Regions from separate parts of the Hordeum vulgare genome. Here region 1 is linked to region 2. A link is a contact called in public Hi-C data. All regions are on one chromosome and are shown on one strand. The core of a region is the stretch at or near the end of the contact, and the rest is flanking DNA. Distances in the headings are between cores, read along the strand shown. Region 1 holds the start of LOC123447336 (anthocyanin regulatory C1 protein-like). Region 2 holds the start of LOC123447332.

Region 1 (5,546 bases), core at 2,394-4,893, 170 kb after region 2:
AATTAACTTTGATGAGATAGCAATGTTTCTTACTGGAGAGATCCATGCATCTACAATGTACTTTTATAGTCGGCAGTTCCTAGAACTAGCACAAAACATGCTCAATGACCCTGAAGTACAAACAGATTACTAACTAAAGTGCAGTAGCGCAGGCAACTAGATTTTACATGAGAACGCATTTCAGTTCTTTTAACCAGTCTGCAGCCCATTAATACAACACAATTACATTTCTAAAAAATTAGCCCCGGTCATGCTCGCTGCCACAAGCAAGTGCACAACTGCAGCAGTGGAACCATGGCTCGATGCCTGGGCTAGCGTGTGGTACGCCCTTCTTCACGTCCAGCGTGGGCTTTGGTACACGCACAACGTGAATCAACGCCGTGGTATTTGCTAAAGCAAATCTAGAAGCTCCAGTTCCTGGAGGCCGTGGTATTTGCTAAAGCAAATCTAGAAGCTCCAGTTCCTGGAGGTGTTGGACACCCGTCATGCAATGGTATAGTCAGTCTTTGGACTGATAAACTATTGCCTTTCAAGTGTTGAAGTATTTTCCTTCGTGGCTAGAATTATTCAATACAGTCAATGATGTTGCAAGATCTGATTATTTTTTATAACTTGATATAAGGGACATCAACCTTATAATTGAACTATTTCAAGTTTTAGAATTATTCAATGGTATTGTTCTTTCTTCAGTGTAGATGCATGATATTACATGATTAAACATGTCAATTTTATAACTTGATTTAATTGTCTATATTATGCTCTATGTGCTATTACCAACAAAAATAGTACTTCCTCTGTCCCAATAATATAAGATGTTATTACATCCTATGTGTATATTGGATGTAATAACATAAGTGTGGCAATAATGTGTTTGCACCAGTTAAGGGAGAGCTTATTATGTACATTGTAAGAAACACGTCATGTTTATTCCCCATCATTTAAGTGTGTGCCATTCTATATTTGTTCATGTTGCTTATAGTACATTTTCAATATTTTCAGGATATGATTATGATGATGATGCATACTGCTCCTCTGGAGTCTACGTCTCTTTGGATTCTTGGACACTTATAGCCAATGAGACTACATTTTCGGTTGTTAGCTGGAGCTATCACTATGACTGGAAATTTATTTCCGCTCAAGTAAATTTATATGCTCACTGAAAACCAACGACAGTCAACACTTATCAGCAGTTTGCAATTTGTATTAGAATGTGCCTAAGCCAATGGTCAGACAATCTTGGTCATGATTTATGTAGATTGGATAGTTCCTTCAAACTGCGCTCTTCAATCTTGAGTGGACAATTATATGTTTCCTTATAGAAAATTTACTATATGTTTCATAAATTGACTGATTATTTTGTCCCTGTCAGATTAAACTAGGTCTTGATTTGAAGGTACAATTGATTAAACTAGGTTTGTTTGTTGTACTAACGATGCTCTTTAGACACACATGTGGTCTTCCTCATTCCTCAGTCGTTATGAGTTGGGCATAGTTTCGCGACCCAGCCAATCCTGGTTCATCGCAACATATGTTTTCTCCACACAAGTTTAAATAATGCAATCTCTTCTTAGGCTATCAAAATATGAGCTTGATGAAGGTAGACAGATGATGACGTCCCTTACTTTCTTGATTAATTAGGAAAATGACATTTTTTTCTTCCGTTGCAACGCACGGGCATATGTCCTAGTTATATTTAAGAACTGAGGGAGTAACTGAGGTTGAATAGACCCCTAGCTTTTTCGTTGCCAATACGTAGGTATATCATTTTTTATATATAAAAAGATGGTGGTCTCCTCGACGACGCCACAACAAGGAAAACAACTCCCAGTGGCTATGTCATGAGCACAAGGCACATCCATCAAACCACTGCCGGTAGGGGCCATTTTCTTGTGAATGCCTTTCACGAGGAGCCACCTTTTGGATTGTTGGTAGAGTTTGATCCGGAGATGTTTGCTGTGGTGTCTTCTTTGTAATCATAAACAAAACATTGTTTGCCATTTGACACGAGTCAACTTTGTAGAAAACCGACGCCACCACCAGAATAACCCTATATGCCGGCGGTTTCGCACCTAAGAGCAAGTACAATAACATACAGTCAGTAGACTGTAAGAATTAAAATATTATATTTTTACTGAGTTGGATGAGAGAGAAGGAAAACGGGCTCTTCGTGAAGAGCTAGCTCTAGCACGTGCTCGTAGGTGCTTTGTGAGAATGAAAGGTGAGTCATATATGATAAAAGTAATACTCTTTTATAACTAACTATTGTACAAGCTAGCTATGAGATAGGTTATAAGACTGCGTATAGCCAGCCGTTAGCTATACTATTAACCATGCTCTAATATAGTGACGAATTTTTTTGTATTGCAACAAAGTACACCGACATCCATCCAATTGTTAGGCATTTATTGTCGTCTACAAGCATCCACTTATCGATGCAGAGGTCCGTAGATATCCTCCTTTTCGTTGAAAAAGTAGAGCCGCGTTGAAGAATAATTATATTCTTATTTAGAAGTACAATACAATGCAAAATGTGGATGCTCGTGTACACACATACACTTATACACCATCCATCTAATTAAACGGCTCGAGAGAGTGTGAGTATATATGATTAGAACTGGATCACAGGCCGTAGTTACTCATTAGTCAGTACTCAACACCAAGCCAACGTACGTACATGGAGCTGTATCGTACCACATTTGTGGGGTACGATACAGCTCCCTGTTCGTACGTACGTAGTGATAAACATGCACGTGCTGAAAACAAGTGTGTGAGCGTTAATCTGCCATCTGCAGGGACCTAATCCAGTCCTCGTCGGACTCAAGAAACGACGCCAAGGCTCTAACGTCGTCCATCCAGTCGCCACCGCCCGACGATGCCGCCAAGCTGCTGCCGCTGCACTCATCTCCGTCTCCACCCACGGCCCGCGTCTCTGTGACCCGCTGGAGCGGCGCCGCATCCCGGCTGAAGAAGAGACCGCCCGTGCACCTCACGGGCTTGGGCGCCCACACTGCGGCCGACAACTTGGGCGTCGCAGCCTTGGCTCTTGTTGTAGCAGCCCCGGGGTTGGAGGAGACGGAGCTGGCGGAGGTGCATGGCGTGGCGACCATCCTGGTGGTAGATCGCTCCGGGACCGGCAGCGCCTTCCGCCCGAGGGTGCTGTTCCAGTAGTTCTTGATTTCGTTGTCTGTTCGGCCGGGCAGCCTGCCCGCAATGAGCGACCACCTGTTACCGAGGAGCCTGTGGAGCCTGACGATGAGCTCCTCCTCGTCGTCAGAGATGTTGCCCCGCTTGATGCTGGGCCGGAGGTAGTTGAGCCACCGCAGCCGGCAGCTCTTGCCGCACCGCCGCAGGCCTGCAAATTGTCTTGGCGCGCGTGAGTTCGTCACTCGCTTACGTTCAGTTAGCTCTCCATTGTCTATGACAGAACGGTAAGTACGCCTACGTACTGTCTACCAAGCTAGCTAGGGACTCAGGTGGATTAGTAGCAGAACGTACGTACCGGCTTTCAGGGGGACTTCCTTCCACCTGCCTTCGCCATTCGCCTTGACGTAGGAGGCCAAGGTTTCGTCCTCCTTGCTCGTCCATGCCCCTCTCTTCACCCCTTCCCTGGCGCTCCACGCCCTCCTCCCCATTCTCTCCTTCTCTCTATCTCTTCTCCGGTGTGTGTTGTGTTGTGTTAGAGAGCGAGAGAGTGAGGGTCCGTCATCTTTGGGCAGCAGGGTTGTTGCCGTATTTAGTCATTAGCGCGTCTACGTGGACCCGTTTAGCATTGTACAATAGCGCGTCTACGTGGACCTGCTTTGCACCTTCAATCCACAGTCATCGTGAGCGACACTTATCTCAGAGTTAGATGGACCAAAAGCTAGGAAGGCTCCATTTGTCCAATGAACAGCGCGGCCATTTCTTCGCCGTCCAAGATCGCCGGCAGGTGAGATGTACTATGTCGTATTTCTTTTGACAACTGAAAAGGATCGTTGCCCTTTGAGTCCAAAGAAGCCAGAGCACGTAGCTTTTGCTCGACGGCTCACCTGTGTCAGCACGAGGCACCCGGACCCCCCAAAACCGAGGGGGGGCATCCCAGATGTGTGTGAGCATGGAGGGAGCATCCCACCCCGTTGTGGAATTATGTGTCATGTAACTATATTCAAACATTGATGGGAAATTCTATTTAGAAGCGTCGCATGATGGACATTCCATGCAGCGGCTTGCATCATTTCTTCTTATGCATACATGCATGCAATGATGTCATGAGATTCGTTTTAAATGATCGGAATTCAAAAACTTTTATCTCTTAAACCGTTAATTCAATCGATGATTCGTTTTCGTCGTTGACTTTGTTTCGATGAAATCTTCAAAACTAGATCCCATGTCGACATGTTTTGACAACTTTTTTTTTGCTCGTACTTACCACATTTGCTGTACTTACTTGTCCTATTAGTAAGTACTCCCTCCGTTCCTAAATATAAGTCTTTTAAAAGATTTCACTAGGTGAGTACATACAAAGCAAAATGAATGAATCTACACTTTAAAGTAGGTCTACATACATCCGTATGTAGTCCTCTAGTAGAATTCCTAGAAAGACTTATATTTAGGAACGGAGGGAGTACTTACTTGTCTGATAAAAAATAACTTAATCGCCAATTTTTTTGGAAACTGCGTATAAATATGACATCTAGACATAATCAAATTGGCAAGCACAAACAATTTTTTTAGGCGATTACGCGGAAAAATATGACAACTCAACATATTTAAAATTGGTGACCACAAAAAATCTTTTTTGATCATCGTTTGTAAATATGATAACTCGACATAGTTAAACTAATAAACACACAAAATAATTTTTTTTGGCAAAGTTGTATGTAAATATGACAAGTTTGCATATTTAAATTGGCAAACACAACCTATGACAATGCTTTTATATCATGTATAATGAAAACTGTTACATGGTTTTGTAGAAAAAACATTAAAAATATCAATTAAGTTATTTTTTCAGGCAAGTAAGTGGTTAATAATATGGCAAGTGGGGTCAAAAAATGTGGCAAGTATGGATGAAAAAAAATAGTTGACGGAACATGTCGACATGGGATCTAGTTTTGAAGAACTCGTCGAGAGAAAGTCAATGGTGAAAGCGGATTATCGATTGAATTAACGGTTTTGTAGATAAAACTTTTTAAATTTCAAAAGCAAAAGGAATCTTGATGACATCATTGCATGTATGTAGCATTTTTCATTATACATAATGATATCATTGCACGCATGCATGCATGAGAAAGATATGTAATGGATGATTAACAGAAGGTTAATTTTTGCATTGAAACGTGATTAAGTGAGCCGCCGCACGGCAAGACGGAGGTGCGGCGCCGCTCCCTAGCGTTGTCCAACATTGATATAGGAATTACTAATATTCAGAATACCTCATTATGAAATTACACATGTATTTATGCATGAAATTGCTTTACATGATTGTCATGGAATTATCATTTGTTGAAACGTACTTAATTTGTATGCTTAAAGAAGCTGGTCGATCATCGATGAAATACAATATA
Region 2 (4,776 bases), core at 759-3,258:
TGGTCGCACCTCTAGCCCATCATGGACCAGACTCCTGGTGTAACGCTCATCATCTCTTAAAAGCGGATAGCTCCAAAATATTTGGAGTTTTATAGAAAAAAAATCCTAATATGCACCACATCAGAAATATACTTAAAAAATGATGAAACTAATTTGATGTTGTAGATGTCAGTATATTTCCTATAGACTTTGTCAAACCTAAGGAAGTTTTTTTCTTCTACAAAGGGTATTTTTTATTGAGTCAAAATATAGAACCGAGAGACATAATTATAGTGAGTACACACCCGCCCTCTGCATAATTAAAGGGCACATGAAAAAAATACGTTGGCAAATAGCAAAGTCATCAAGACTGAAGCTATATGTGCCTAGGCGAGGAAAAAAGAAAAGTGAAAACTCAAAAGTGATAAAAACAACTGTTGGCAGCATACAATAGTGACGCCACCAAACTATCTCTTGACAACACAAGGATTGCGAGGAAGGTTCTTCGAAAGCGACACCTCCAGGAACACAACAACGTGCAAGCGCCGTCGTCCCCCGACGCTACAACCGAAAGTCAGATCGTGGGGTTGTATATCAAATTCAAGTAAACTCCGAGAAATGCCTTCATCAGGATAACGACACAAAGAATACCTCCGTTGTAGGTATAACCAAACGATCAGACCTAGGGTTTTCACCTGGAGCTCGAGACCTGGTACCAAAAAAGTACAACCCAATTGAAGTCATCATATGTTATCTCCTCCACTAGCCTCGATCCCACCAGCTGAATACGCACACGGTCCTGATCGTAGGTTGGTGAGCCATGGTGAGGGCCATTCGGCACAACATGACGAAGTATTTGGCGGGGAGAAACGAGACCAGCACGAGCAAAAACCCTAGGTTGGAACGCTCCGGGGGCCCGCACCATACTCGCAAGCGGAAACAGATGGTTGATCTACATAAGACAGTAGCACTACACGTAGCCATTATCTATGCGATCCTTGACACTGACCATGAACCACGCGACATAGAAAATCACCATTGTCTCGGGACCGGAAGTTTGAAACTCCTGAGGCGATGCCATCCGACCATCGCCGCGACCACTAAGGTCTGTGGCAGTGTCAGCCAACATCATACTAGCCAGATCCACGGTGCCACCGGCTTTCGTCGGAGAAAACGTGAAGAAGTTTGACTTAGGATAAACCTAACGGTTTTGATAGAATTCTTCTAGCTGAGTTTTAGTTATGTCTCATTTATAATTTATGTTTTATAATCATTGGATGAGGCTATAAGATGCGTGTGTGCTCCTATTTTTAATACGAATTACGAATTCAGTGGTATAATTTTTGCTTCCGTTGAAGTCGGTCTCTCGTTGGTTAAATTTACGATTAACCTTAGATGACGGAAAACAAGGACACACTATACTATAGAATGGAGGCCTTTATTTTATTTTATTTTAAATGAGATCAAATTATATCTCATCTAGATGAGTTCTAAACACTTCCAAAAACTAAATATTTTGAGACGGAAGGGTCATATCAAAAGCATAACCACCACTTTCATGTTTTGTCTTGGTGGCTGTCTTAGTTTGCTCGACCAGCTTTCTTTGTGGTTTCATTTTTTTGTCGTCGCGGCTCCCTTAATTTCGAACGAAGCGAATTTGTACAGAGCTGCCCATGTCCACAGCCAATTACTGTAGCAAGCGCAGCATGGCATGCAAGAACCAAGAAGAGGAGAGGGAGGGAGGTGCGTGTCAGTGGGAACACAGCGCAGGCGGAAAACTAGCTTGGCATGCCTGCCTGCCCATCCCTGTCTTCATCGTCTCCCTCGCTCGGGTCAACAGCGCTGCCCCCATCTCATAATTATCCCCTACCCATGGCATGCATGGCAGCAGCTAGCACGCAGGCATATGCCCCTGCGCCCCATCTGAAACCCCTCCTTTGTCCCCGACCTTTTGTCTCTTCCTGTTCTCCCTCCCCGCCCCCTCCTTGCTCTCCTACGCAAGCACCATTAAACGCCACTCCTCCGTGCTCAGCTCTACCTCCCCTCTCTCCCCTCCTTAGTTTCCTAGCTACTACCAACTACTACTGAACTGCGATAGCTGAGGTGCTGAGTTGGAGCGGTATATAAGCTGGCCCGGATGGTCGAGGTCGACCACTGGCTCAGCTCCCGCTGGCATACGCAAAGCACACACGATCTTTTGCTGTGTCGGCTGGTGTCTGCTTCCGCTGAAATAATCTGAGCTCCAAGCTATAGCTAGCCAGATCGATGACCATGGCGCCTAGAACAGCCAGCAGGGAGGCGAACTGCGCCGGCGCCGGCGGCGTGAGGCAGTACAACCGGTCCAAGGTGCCGCGCCTCCGGTGGACGAGCGCCCTGCACCGCTGCTTCGTCCACGCCATTCACAGCCTCGGAGGCCACGACAGTACGTCCTCCGTCATCGCGCGGCCGATCATGAGTATATGGGGGTGGCGTCGGCCGGTCTAACTAACGCGCGCGCGTGGCGTGTGCATGCATGCGTTGCAGGGGCGACGCCGAAGCGGGTGCTGCAGCTGATGGGGGTGGGAGGGCTCACCATTTCTCATGTCAAAAGCCATCTGCAGGTCTGTCAATCTATTATTATTAGCATGGTACTTCCTCCGTAAAACAATAGTATTGTAAACTAATATAAGATCGTTTAGATCGCTTATTGCACGTCGATGGATCTTACTCCCTCTGTACCATAATCTTTGTTGTTGGGGAACTAGTGTAAGTTCCCCTAACGACAAGTATTTTAGTATTTTGATACATAGAGAGTAGATGCGCATGCATGATCTTGACCTGCATGTGAATTAATGGAGTGTTCCTTTCCTTTTGTTCGACGGAGTTACTGATGATTAATGTTGTCTGTTTGTTTGAAGCAGATGTACAGGAACATGAAGAATGATCTTGGAATGCAAGGTACACTTATGTGCATAATTCTAAGGTCACATATGCACAGGTGCATGCATATATACTCTTTATATAGCATTCGTGCTGTCCAACGTTATATTTTCCAAAAATATCACAAACTAAGCTACTAAAGCAAGCATATAGTTAACTAAAAAGGAAATCTCCTCGTGGACCATTGGTTGTTGGGTCATCTAAAAAACATTGCTGCACGCCCAGCTTGCTAATTACCCAGCAAAACTTGCAACAAAGCAAAACACTGGTGGAACTTGATAGTCTTTAAACGCAGTCTTTGTGTAGTACTTACTCCGTCCGAAAATACTTGTTATATAAATGAATGTATCTATATGTTAGTCCTACATACATTTATTTTTATCAATTTGTGGGACAAGTAATTTCAAATGGAGGGAGTATGCACTATTGCTTGTCTCAGAAAAAAAAAACTATGATGACGCAGATTCGTCTATGTGCACATGTGCATGGGTGACATGCAGGAATGCAAGCATGCATGTACACTACTCCGCCACAACCACAGCATGCATGCATGCTTTGTCACTGTAAAAATAATAATAATAAAAGGTGCATGCATGCTTTGTCACTGTAAAAATAATAATAATAATAGGTGCATGCATGCTACTCTGCATCATACTACGAGAGCAGCCCAGCTAATTCCTTTTGGCCAATGTTGTGGTGGATGGAGCACAGGCCGGATGCAGCCAGCAGTGCAACAGTCGTCGGGCCAGGAGGGGCACACACGCTCAGCAGGAGGATGCATGGAAGTCTGCACCGACGAAGATGAGGAGTGGCATGTCCCCGGCTACGACTCGCCAATGCCTAGAAAGGAGTCGACGCCGCTGCCGCTCCACCCGCAACTGAAAAGGTCACCACCTTTTTCATACCCACTTTCCCTTTTCTTCTTCACCCGGTTATTCACTCAATATGTCTGCTTATTTTCCCTGCATGGCACTCCGAACGTACCGTACTCCATCCGTTCCTTTATAGTCTGCATATAAGATTTGATCAAAGTTAGGTGATACAAAGTTTGATCAAATATATATTAAAAGGTATCAACATCTATAATACGAAACCCTATATCTTATGAAAATTAATATCATGATGCATCTACTAATATTGATTTTATATTATAAATGTTGATATTTTGTTTAATAAATCTAGTCAAAGTTTATGAAGTTTGACTTTGATCAAATCTTATATATGCGGACTAAAAAGAAACGGAGGGGGTACCTAGCTAGGTGTACGAGTCAAGGCACAAATTATGCATGACGACAATTCAGACCAGAACCCCTAGTTTGCATTCACCTTTTTATTTTTCAATCTTGAGGTGCCACAACCGTATATTCCAAGATAGATATAGTAGGAATCTAAAGGGAAAAAAAGACCCTCGGCCTATACAATTGCTAAAATACGACATGTGCTCGTGTGGACGTGACTAGATCTCTGTCGATTGAAAATTAACTAAGTCTCAGTCGAATGACAAAATATATAAAAAAAGAATCGCTTTAAGTAAGTTTTGCTTGAATCTACACGTAAGATCTCATGAATATAGCATCCATGCAATTGACTGAGATCTAGCCATCCCTTTGTGGAATTCGTTTATTTCTAAAGAGATGGATGTATCCTCAACCCTCTGCATCGACGGTGATGCACACAGCCTGTATCAACGTGGAATATTTGTCGAGCAAGACTGCCAACGTGTTCCCCTGGAAACCTAGCTAGTACACATATATTCACTTTGTCCAGGGTTCCATAACTCATGTCCTACATAACAAGATATTTGCTTACCATTGATAATCAGTGTATGTAAGAAACTTAGTTCACTCTAAATGATCAACAGGAGAGCAGGGGAATCTG

Evidence for each region. Hi-C and Micro-C count contacts between places; a contact is called where the count stands out from the background.
Region 1: a Hi-C map of seedling shows a contact between it and region 2, with 3 times the contacts expected there. The contact joins the promoter of LOC123447336 here to the promoter of LOC123447332 in region 2. A contact is called at or near these places in 2 of 6 Hi-C or Micro-C datasets (leaf and seedling).

Annotation. Positions count from the first base shown.
Region 1 is chr4H:589,050,969-589,056,514 of MorexV3_pseudomolecules_assembly, forward strand. It overlaps LOC123447336 (anthocyanin regulatory C1 protein-like), which reads right to left and starts at 3,644. Exons shown (of 2, transcript XM_045123928.1): 1 at 3,500-3,644; 2 at 2,483-3,352. The coding sequence starts at 3,632. The coding sequence ends at 2,775.
Region 2 is chr4H:588,887,010-588,891,785 of MorexV3_pseudomolecules_assembly, forward strand. LOC123447332 reads left to right here and starts at 2,009. Exons shown (of 6, transcript XM_045123924.1): 1 at 2,009-2,401; 2 at 2,503-2,579; 3 at 2,880-2,916; 4 at 3,610-3,784; 5 at 4,760-4,776. The coding sequence starts at 2,245.